2 separate regions of the Mus musculus genome follow, and region 2 is linked to region 1. The links are chromatin contacts, called in public Hi-C maps. All regions are on one chromosome and are shown on one strand. Each heading gives the region's core, a stretch centred on a gene start, on an enhancer-like site or on the middle of the called end of the contact. The rest is flanking DNA. Distances are from core to core; before and after follow the strand shown.

Region 1 (4,280 bases), core at 1,053-3,552:
AAGTTTCTTTAGAGCGTTCAGCTATAAGTGGGAGATCTGTATCATACTGTGTCCCCACAAGACTCAAGGAACATCTGAAAGAGAAGACAGAAAGATTTAAAAGCCAGAGGTCGAAGAAGGCTGGTATAAAACTGTCTCTGCGTTCATGAACTCAGAGCTGCTGTGGCTGCCCCAACAAGACCTAGATCAAGCAAGTTAATCGCTCTTGACAGCTGACAGCTGCTTGGGGAGTTGGGGGCAGGAGTGGGGTTAGGTGTTTTGTTGTTTATTTGTTTGTTTGTTTGTTTTTATGAATGTGGGCCATGGTAGGTTGACCATGCTCCTGTGAATGGCCTCATACCCATGCATATATGGGCAGCACTAGTTGGACTCTGGATTTTTTTAAAAAGGACTAGGTGTCAGGAGGAAAGTGAGGGGAACCCAGGAGTTTGATGGTGAGAGGAGATGGTGTGATGAAATCTATCTACTGTATGCATATATGAAATCTCAAAGAATAAATTTAAGAGATATTTAACTTTAAATATATGTGTGCGTGCATGCATACATATATGGGGTTTTTTTCCTCTTTTCCCCTTTTCCCCCTCTTCCCTCAGCCCTTAGAATGCTGACTACAAATGTGCATAACCACAACTGGCTTTCTTTCACTATTTTAATCTAGGCCTACACTGAAAATTGCAACAAAACTTTGTAATTCTTCTTTCATTTTTAGTCTTGATCATTTAACTTTAGAGAGGAAAAAAAAATCCCCTCCCTTCTGCCCATTTGTTAGGAAGCACGTAAACTGATCCTTCCTCCATCTCCTAGGATATTTAAAATACCCTTCAAAGGCTTCGTCAGAAATATCTCGAGCAGAAGGGATGGCTCAGCAGGTAGAGGCACTTTTCCTCCAAGCCTGAGAATCAGAGTTCCTTTCCTGGGACCCATATGGTGGAAGGAGAGAACCAGCTGCCCCAGGTTGTCCTCTGACCTCCATGCAAGCACTATGGCATGTGCCTGCCTCTACTTGAATACATGTGTGTGAATAAATAAATGTAATTAAAATGTTTTTACAAAGAACTTTTTTCTCTTCATTCTTTCTTATTAAACTAACTTCTCTGACTCCAAGTAGTTGTAATATATATATACATACATACACATATGTATATACACACACATAAATAAGAATTTTCTTTTGGTAGCCACGCGGTGGTGGTGCATGCCTTTAATCCCAGCACTTGGGAAGCAGAGGCAGGCGGATTTCTGAGTTCAAGGCCAGCCTGGTCTACAAAATGAGTTCCAGGACAGCCAAGGCTATACAGAGAAACCCTGTCTCGAAAAACAAAAAATAAAAATAAATAAATGAATGAATGAATGAATAAATGAATGAATGAATTTTCTTTTGGGAGGAAGGCTGGAGTAACGGTTCAGTTGTTAAGAGCACCAGTTGTTCTTCCAGAGGAAGAGAGTTTGGTTGCCAGGACCCACGTGGCAGCTCAGCTCACTCACCATCTATAAATCCAGTTCCAGATTTCCCAACTTCTCAGTTTTACTAACATAAGAGGGTTTTTGTTTGGTTGGTTGGTTGTTTTTTTTTTTTTTTTTTTTTTGGTTTTTTGAGACAGGGTTTCTCTGTGCAGCCCTGGCTGTCCTGGAACTCACTCTGTAGACCAGGCTGGCCTCAAACTCAGAAATCCACCTCCCTCTGCCTCCCAAGTGCTGGGATTACGCCCAGCTTAAGAGGGATTTTTTTTTTTCCTTTGCTGTCTCTGTTCCTGGAAATAGTACCTAAACTTTGTGTTAAATTCTTCTTTATTGATAACATGTCTAACCTGGATTCATTTGAACACAGTCCTCTTAATTTTGTGTAGTTCCTGAACTATTGTATCATGGGCAGACCCATGGTTGGTGCTAATAAGTGCTAATGAAATTGTTCTTTTGTTAAACTGTCTGAATAGAAGAGATGAGAACTGAGTTTTTTGTTGGTTTTTTTGTTTTTTTTTTTTTGTTTTTTGTTTTTTATCACTTAGAAATGAATGTCTGTGGTGTGTCAGGCTGATCTCAGAGAACTAAGAGAGTGATTGTGTCAAATGGGGAGTCGAGATGACAGATGGCTGTAGGGAGACTGTTGTTGGGGAACAGGTACTCCCTTAGGTAGGGTGGTTTGGGGATAGGTTCCCTGCAGAACTGACATTTGTACTGGACAGAATAACAGGAGTGAGTCATACACTCAGAAATCTGGGAGTGGTAGTAATGGCTAGGGTAGAGGTCACAGCAGCGGGAGGCTTGCAGAGGCAGGATGTTGGTGACTGGACCTGAGAAGGCCCAGACAAGTGGAACGGTTGGCATGTCTGGTTCTGTGGGCCATGGTGGAGTTGGGAGTCCATGCTGACAGTAGTAAGGACTGAGCTGCTGGTGAGGAGTAAGTGAGTGCCCACTGGGAGGCTGGCTGTCTTCAGTGGGTGGGTGCTGCTTTTTATGAATTAATTTCAAGTCAGTGGCTCTTTGGTGTGAAGACATTCCTCAGCCTGTGAGCTGTGCAACTCAGAATTTGATTCAGGGAGCACGAGCTACACCCTGCCTGCAGTATAGAGTTGGAGTAGAAATACCATTCAAAGCAGGAGTTGAGCCCAACAGGCCTGTAAAACACATGTAGTAATATCTGAGGACATGAAAGAGAGGAGTTTGGCAGTGATATGAACAAGATATTTATTATTTCCTGACAACAATAATCGAGGGTCTTTTCTTTTTTATCTTCACAAGTTAGGAACCCTGTTCTAACATGTTCTGAGAGACTTTAAGGAAGCAGATAGGGTAGTAAGAACGTAGGGTTCTGGTTCAAGCTCTGTTTTGTGAAATTCTGATCCTATGGATTCTGTATTAAGGAGTTTTTAAATAAAATGCTTGTGTGACAGGGTTATTTCTTCTTTCCAGAGTACTCTTTAAAAGCTGAGAATCTAGTAACCCTGACAGCTAGCTGTCTGTGAAAGCACACGTGAAGATAATGTGCTAAGGCGGGCGGCAGGCATCAAGGACAGCATGGGGAATCACCTTGACTCAGAGCTCCCTTAAGAATTTACTTGTGTATGTGAGGGCCATCTGGAGTCACTCCATTGATTGAGCTGATCTGGCTGACTAGGCAGATGTCCCCTCCTCCCTCACTACTCCAGTGTTCGTCCCTCCTCCTTCTGTCAAGGATATAGAATAGCTGCACTCCCCTGTTAGAACTTCCGAACAAGCTCTCAAGAATTTATTTTCAGTTCCAGGACAACCAGAGCTATACAGAGAAACACTGACACAAAAACAAGAATGAATTTTTTTTTAACTTTCTTGGCCTGAGTAGTGGTGCACACCTTTATCCAAGCATCCCAAAAACTCTGCAGTCTAGGCTGTCCTAGTCCATAATGTGAGTTCCATCAGGCCAGTCAAGGCCTGCCCCCAACTTAATTAATTAACTAAAATAATGAAAAAGTTAAATCGTTTGAAAATTTTACTTTCTCTTTTATGCAGAATGTAGATTTTTAAAATAGACATGAAGCCGGTGGTAATGGTGCACACCTTTAATCCCAGCACTCAGGAGGCAGAGGCAGGTAGATCTATGAATTCTAAGCCAGTCTGATCTACAAAGTGAGTTCCAGGGCAGCCAGGGTTGCTACACAGAAGCTGTCTCCAAAAACGCGATGGATGGATGGATGGATAGATGGATGGATGGATGGATGGATGGATGGATGGATGGATGGATGGATGGATGCTGTGAACAGACACCATGACCAAGGCAGCTTTTAAGGACACCATTTAAATGGGGCTGGCTTACAGGTCCGAGAGGTTGAGTCCATTATCATCACATTATCATCAAGGCGAGAAGCATAGCAGCATCCAGGCAGGCTTGGCGCTGGAGACCGCTAAGAGTTCTGCATCTTGTTCCAAAGGGAACCAGAAGAAGGCCGCTTGGACAAGGGTCTTAAAGCTCACGTCCACAGTGACACTTTCTCCAGCAAGGCCTCCTAATAGTGCCACTCCCTGGAATGGGACTCGGGAAAGGGAGGGAGGGAGGGAGGGAGAGAGGTGATGAGGGAGTGATAAGGCATGTGAGTATAATCAAAGTACATTATATACACCGTAATATGAATGTGATTTTGTGCAATTTTGTAATGTTTTTTATTTATGTACATTAATAAGAATATAATTGGAGGGGCTGGAGAGATGCCTCAGTGGTTAAGAGCACTGATTGCTCTTCCAGAGGTCCTGAGTTCAGTTCCCAACACCCACATGGTAGCTCACAATCATCTGTAATGAGATCTGAT
Region 2 (4,280 bases), core at 757-3,256, 190 kb before region 1:
ATCTTGCCCCAGGTGAGCTGTGGACAAGGTATACTGTTCTCCCACATGATGACCTTCCAAAGCCGGGGTTAGAGGGGCAGAGAGGAGCATGGGAACACAAGCTGTCCTTTCCTCATTAGAAACGAAACACAGCAGTGCGAAAATGGTCACTGATATGGAGGCCGTGCTCTGCTCTCTCACACAAGACACTGGGTGGAGCCAGACAAGTATCCAGGCAGAGATCAGGAGGCCTTGGTAAGTATATCAGCTGGCTGGGCAAAGTCCTTTGGTGAAGGGACTAGCCAGGCAAACTCATCAGCTAGACTTGTAGAGGGGAAGACATTAGGCCCAAGTCTCCTCTTACACACTTCTGGGTTCTCTGAGCCTCCCCTCCCACCTTAGTTTATCTCTTAAAAAGTTCATCTTTGAGTGTGTGTGTGTATGTGTGACATGTCTGTGTGCATATGCATGTATGTGTGTCTATGTGACATGTGTGATGTATGTGTTGAGTGTATTACATGTGTATCTGAGTGTGAAAGTGATTTGTATGTGACATGTTTATGTGACATGTATGTATCTTTGACTTATGTGTGTACATGTATGTGAGAATGACTTGTGTATGATGTGTTATTGTGACGTGTATGTATCTGTGACACATGTGTGTGCATGTGTACATGTGTGCGTACATGCCTGTGTCTGTGTGTATACACACATATGGAGGCCAGAGGTAAACTTTAGATATCATTCTTCAGTTATTGTCCACCTCATCTTCTGAGATGGGTTCTTTTCATTGGCCTGGAGCTCCCACGTGGTGTTTCTGGTTGGCCATTGAGTCCCAGGGGTTCCCCATCTCCCCCCTCTGAGCTCTGAGATTGCAGTGCACCCTACATGTGGGTATCAAGCTCGAGTTCTCATGCATGCACAGCAAGCACTTCGTCAAGTTGGTTGTCTACTTAGCCCTAAAAAGTTCATCCTGTCATCTGAGATGAGCTGAGATGTCTTGTGCTACATTTAACCACTTGGGGCAGCCACTGCACCATCTAAGTCTTCACCACATTCAAGGAGCGATGCCTTTACTACTGGCCTCCTTTCCACCTTTGTTTTCTGGATCTTTTCTTACATCTAATTTCACTCACACAGTGTGGGGGTGTGTAAAATGAGAGAGCATAGCTGGGGTCCCGTTGTCCTGGGCCTGTCCCATCAGTTGCTTACATTTTTCCTGGCTTTTTGGTACTGTGGCCACTAGGGGGTGCTATAGCCTCACATGCTGAACCTTGAGCAGGCGCTGCTGTGAGAAAAAAGCAGGAACCGTCCCTGCACGTGTCTCGTCCTAGCAGAATCAGGAGGCCAAAAGGAAGGTTCACACCTCTGGCACTGGGCAGGCCACAGCAAACAAGCTGATCCCTGCCATCCTGGAGGCAAGCGGGACATACGTGGCCAAGGCATCACCATGCTGTGTCAAGTGCTGGGAAGAAAATCAGAAGGGTGACGGGGTGCTAGGTGTAGGGGAGTCAGGGGCAGCCTCTCTGATGGGAAGGAGTCAGAGAGGGCTCTGCTGGACAGCCCAAAGATGGCGTGCCAGGCAGGAGAATGCAGGGCATTTTTTTCCAGTCCTGAGGAAAAGAGCTAGCCAGCTAGCTACAGGTGAGGTCAGGAAGGTGGGGCCTCAATGGTGGAGCCCAGGGCTCTTTAAATGAATGGTTGGGAAAGCCAGAGGAAGGGTGTGCCCTTTGCATAAGCTTGTGTGGCTGCTGCTCAGACTACAGCTGGGACTGAGGGCCATCCGAGAGCCACTGAAACAGACCTGACATCAAGCCAATGGGCTCCAGCCTCCCTGGGGACGTCACTTCAGGCTTGTTTTCCTCTAGAAACTCTTGCTTAACTATGCTTGGCTTAAGCCGTCCTCCTGTGTGTGAGCTGAACTCTTACCACAAATCCCTCTGCAGTCTGTTGCCTCCTGACTGGCTTCTCTCGCTCCTCTCTTTGGAAACCACGCGCTGGGCTTGACTCTTCTCTCAGCTCTTCCCGTCTCACCCACTCTACCGCCACCATCCGGCCAGTCCCAGTTAGTGCATGGAGGGCCACCCACAGCAGAGCTCTAGCCTCAGGGCTGACAGTGGAAGGCACTGTAACCTGGAGGCCTGTTGCCTTCTGCGCTCTGTTGGGCTGAGACCAAGAACTCAGCTCCTCTTGTTCCTTTCCCTTCTCCTGCAGATCAGAATCGTCCTGACTGAGGTTTAGACTAAGATAGACTTTACAGCTAGCATGAAAACAAGTAGCAGCTGATGATGCATGGTGTGGCAGTGGCACTGGGACCTGAGATGGAAACATTGGGTCAGCTCCTCCAGCCCCACTGAGCAATACACAGAATCTTGTCTTAATAGCACACTGACGTTGCTGATGGAACTGCTTTGGGGCCTTATCTTTGTCCCACTAGGAAAAAAAAAAGGAATAAAAAAATCTCTGTCCTGGGTTCCACCTCTTCTGATTACACAAAGGCTGTTCCAGCCCTCAGATTAACACAGCCCTCAGCAAGACAGGTGGAAATCAAAAGATGGAGAACACACCCTGGCCCCTGGGCTATTTGCATCTGTGGGATACTTGAAAACCTGCGAACAAGTCATGCAAATGAAGCCAGCGGCTTCCCTGCTGCTCGTTTGAATTCTTAACTGCTGTTTGCAGTAAGAGATACATTGGAGAGCTTGGGGGGTGATTCAGTTCTGTGTGCTGGGAGTCTGAGTTCAAGTCCCAGAACCAAGGTAAAAAAAATCTAGGTGAGTGTGGTAGCAGCCTGGGAGGAGAGGAGGCTGGGAGGAGACCAGAGGACCTCTAGGACTTGCTGGCCAGCCAACCTCAACTAATTTAGTGAGAGACTGTCTCAAAAAGCAAGGTGGATGGAGCCTGAAGGACGGCTGAGATGATGGCCTCCAGATACCACAGTTACACCCCTGTACACACATTCCCTTCCCCATCCCTGCCCCTGCCCCCCTCTGCCTTGTGAACACACACACACACACACACACACACACACACACACACACGATGTTGTCATCCAGCATAGAACCCCCTTCTCATGACACGGGATTTCCTCTGGAATCTCTTCGTTGTCTCTGATTTTAGCATGCTTTATCAGATAAGACCGCTGATTTTTATGATCTGGGTGGAGAGAGTGATTGCAGTCTGGAAAATACAACCCCAGATGGTCAGAGACGTAGAGATGAGTTTGAAAGGCCTGCCAGTTGAGTCTGGCTAGGGTGTGGAGAGTGGGACTGGCAAGATGCACTCTGGCCAGAGATGGAGAAGTATCTTTCCTTGCTCAGTCTTGACCGAAGTCAGATGTACAGACCACCAAAGGAATGTCATTGCTGTGTGTGGTTACAGTGCTCCAGATCTTCCAGGAAGACTAAGTAGAGGGACTGGACATCCCCCCCACCCCCACCCGCTTGCTCTGAGTGTGGCTCTTTATCAGAGTGTGTGCCTTCACAGCCTTTGAAATTCAAATGAGCTTGCAGAGAAGTTTATTTAACTTAAGACTTCAGCCCCTTTCACACCACTGCGGCATTGGAACCCAGACAGCCCTTCTTTTATAGCCCAGCAACTGGGAGTTTATTTTTCAAATAAAAGTCTGTTTTCCCATAAAACGCTGAAGGTTTCGTGCAGTGCAGGGGAGGAGTACACCCCAGTTTTCAAGGCTTCAGTTTGGAGTCTGCAAGTCTACAATTTACACGCCAAGGGCTTTCCCGGGACTGAGGGGGCCCTGCCCCGGCTTGCCCTGCAGAACAAACTCGGGGCAGTGGGGCAGCCTATGTGGACCAAAGGGCCACAGAGCAGGAACCAACGGGCTAAGGCTTTATAAACTGGAGTAAGTTCGCTCCTCTAGCCCCAGGGTCTAGACTCACAGCTCTGCACCAGCTCCAGCACCTTCTCCTGAAGACACCTCTCTCATCCCCTGCCTCTCAGGGTCCTGCAGGGAAGTGGAACTTGTGTGCGCTGAAAACAGATGGGCTTAGTCCAGACTTAGATGGTTACAGTCACGTGGTTCTGTGGCTGTGAGGGTAAAGAGTGGAGATGGAACCACGGGAGCCTGAGAGTCCTAGAGATTAGAAACAAAGCCCTGCCTACCTCCCTGCGTGGGAGAGTTAAGAAAGAAAGAAAGAAAGAAAGAAAGAGAGAGAGAGAGAGAGAGAGAGAGAGAGAGAGGAAGGAAGGGAAGAAGGAAGGAAGGAAGGAAGGAAGGAAGGAAGGAAGGAAGGAAGACAATGTAGACCAGCCAAAGGTGCCCAGTGGAGGATGGAACCTGA

The links. Hi-C and Micro-C count contacts between places; a contact is called where the count stands out from the background.
Region 2: a contact with region 1 is called in a Hi-C map of trophoblast stem cells, with 2.3 times the contacts expected there. The contact joins two enhancer-like sites. A contact is called at or near these places in 3 of 39 promoter capture datasets (3T3-L1-derived adipocytes, the C10 cell line and frontonasal cranial neural crest), 8 of 484 Hi-C or Micro-C datasets (CD4 T cells, cerebellum, cranial neural crest and 5 more), 9 of 115 datasets of contacts at active chromatin or transcription factors (T-cell acute lymphoblastic leukemia, acute myeloid leukemia, cardiomyocytes and 4 more) and 4 of 9 other capture datasets (adipose tissue, embryonic stem cells, liver and 1 more).

Annotation. Positions count from the first base shown.
Region 1 is chr5:24,819,618-24,823,897 of GRCm38.p6, reverse strand. All of the region lies in intron 1 of Rheb (Ras homolog enriched in brain), which reads left to right. Among named protein-coding and RNA genes, the nearest start is that of Rheb, 21 kb to the left of the region's middle. Within about 2 kb of position 2,302, at least 114 of the 459 cell types and tissues checked have an H3K27ac peak or open chromatin away from gene starts, as enhancers often do. A contact at or near this core is called in 3T3-L1-derived adipocytes, adipose tissue, muscle stem cells and 2 more, where this site is marked.
Region 2 is chr5:25,008,282-25,012,561 of GRCm38.p6, reverse strand. All of the region lies in intron 3 of Prkag2 (protein kinase, AMP-activated, gamma 2 non-catalytic subunit), which reads left to right. Among named protein-coding and RNA genes, the nearest start is that of 1500035N22Rik, 25 kb to the right of the region's middle. Within about 2 kb of position 2,006, at least 106 of the 459 cell types and tissues checked have an H3K27ac peak or open chromatin away from gene starts, as enhancers often do. A contact at or near this core is called in 3T3-L1-derived adipocytes, adipose tissue, muscle stem cells and 2 more, where this site is marked.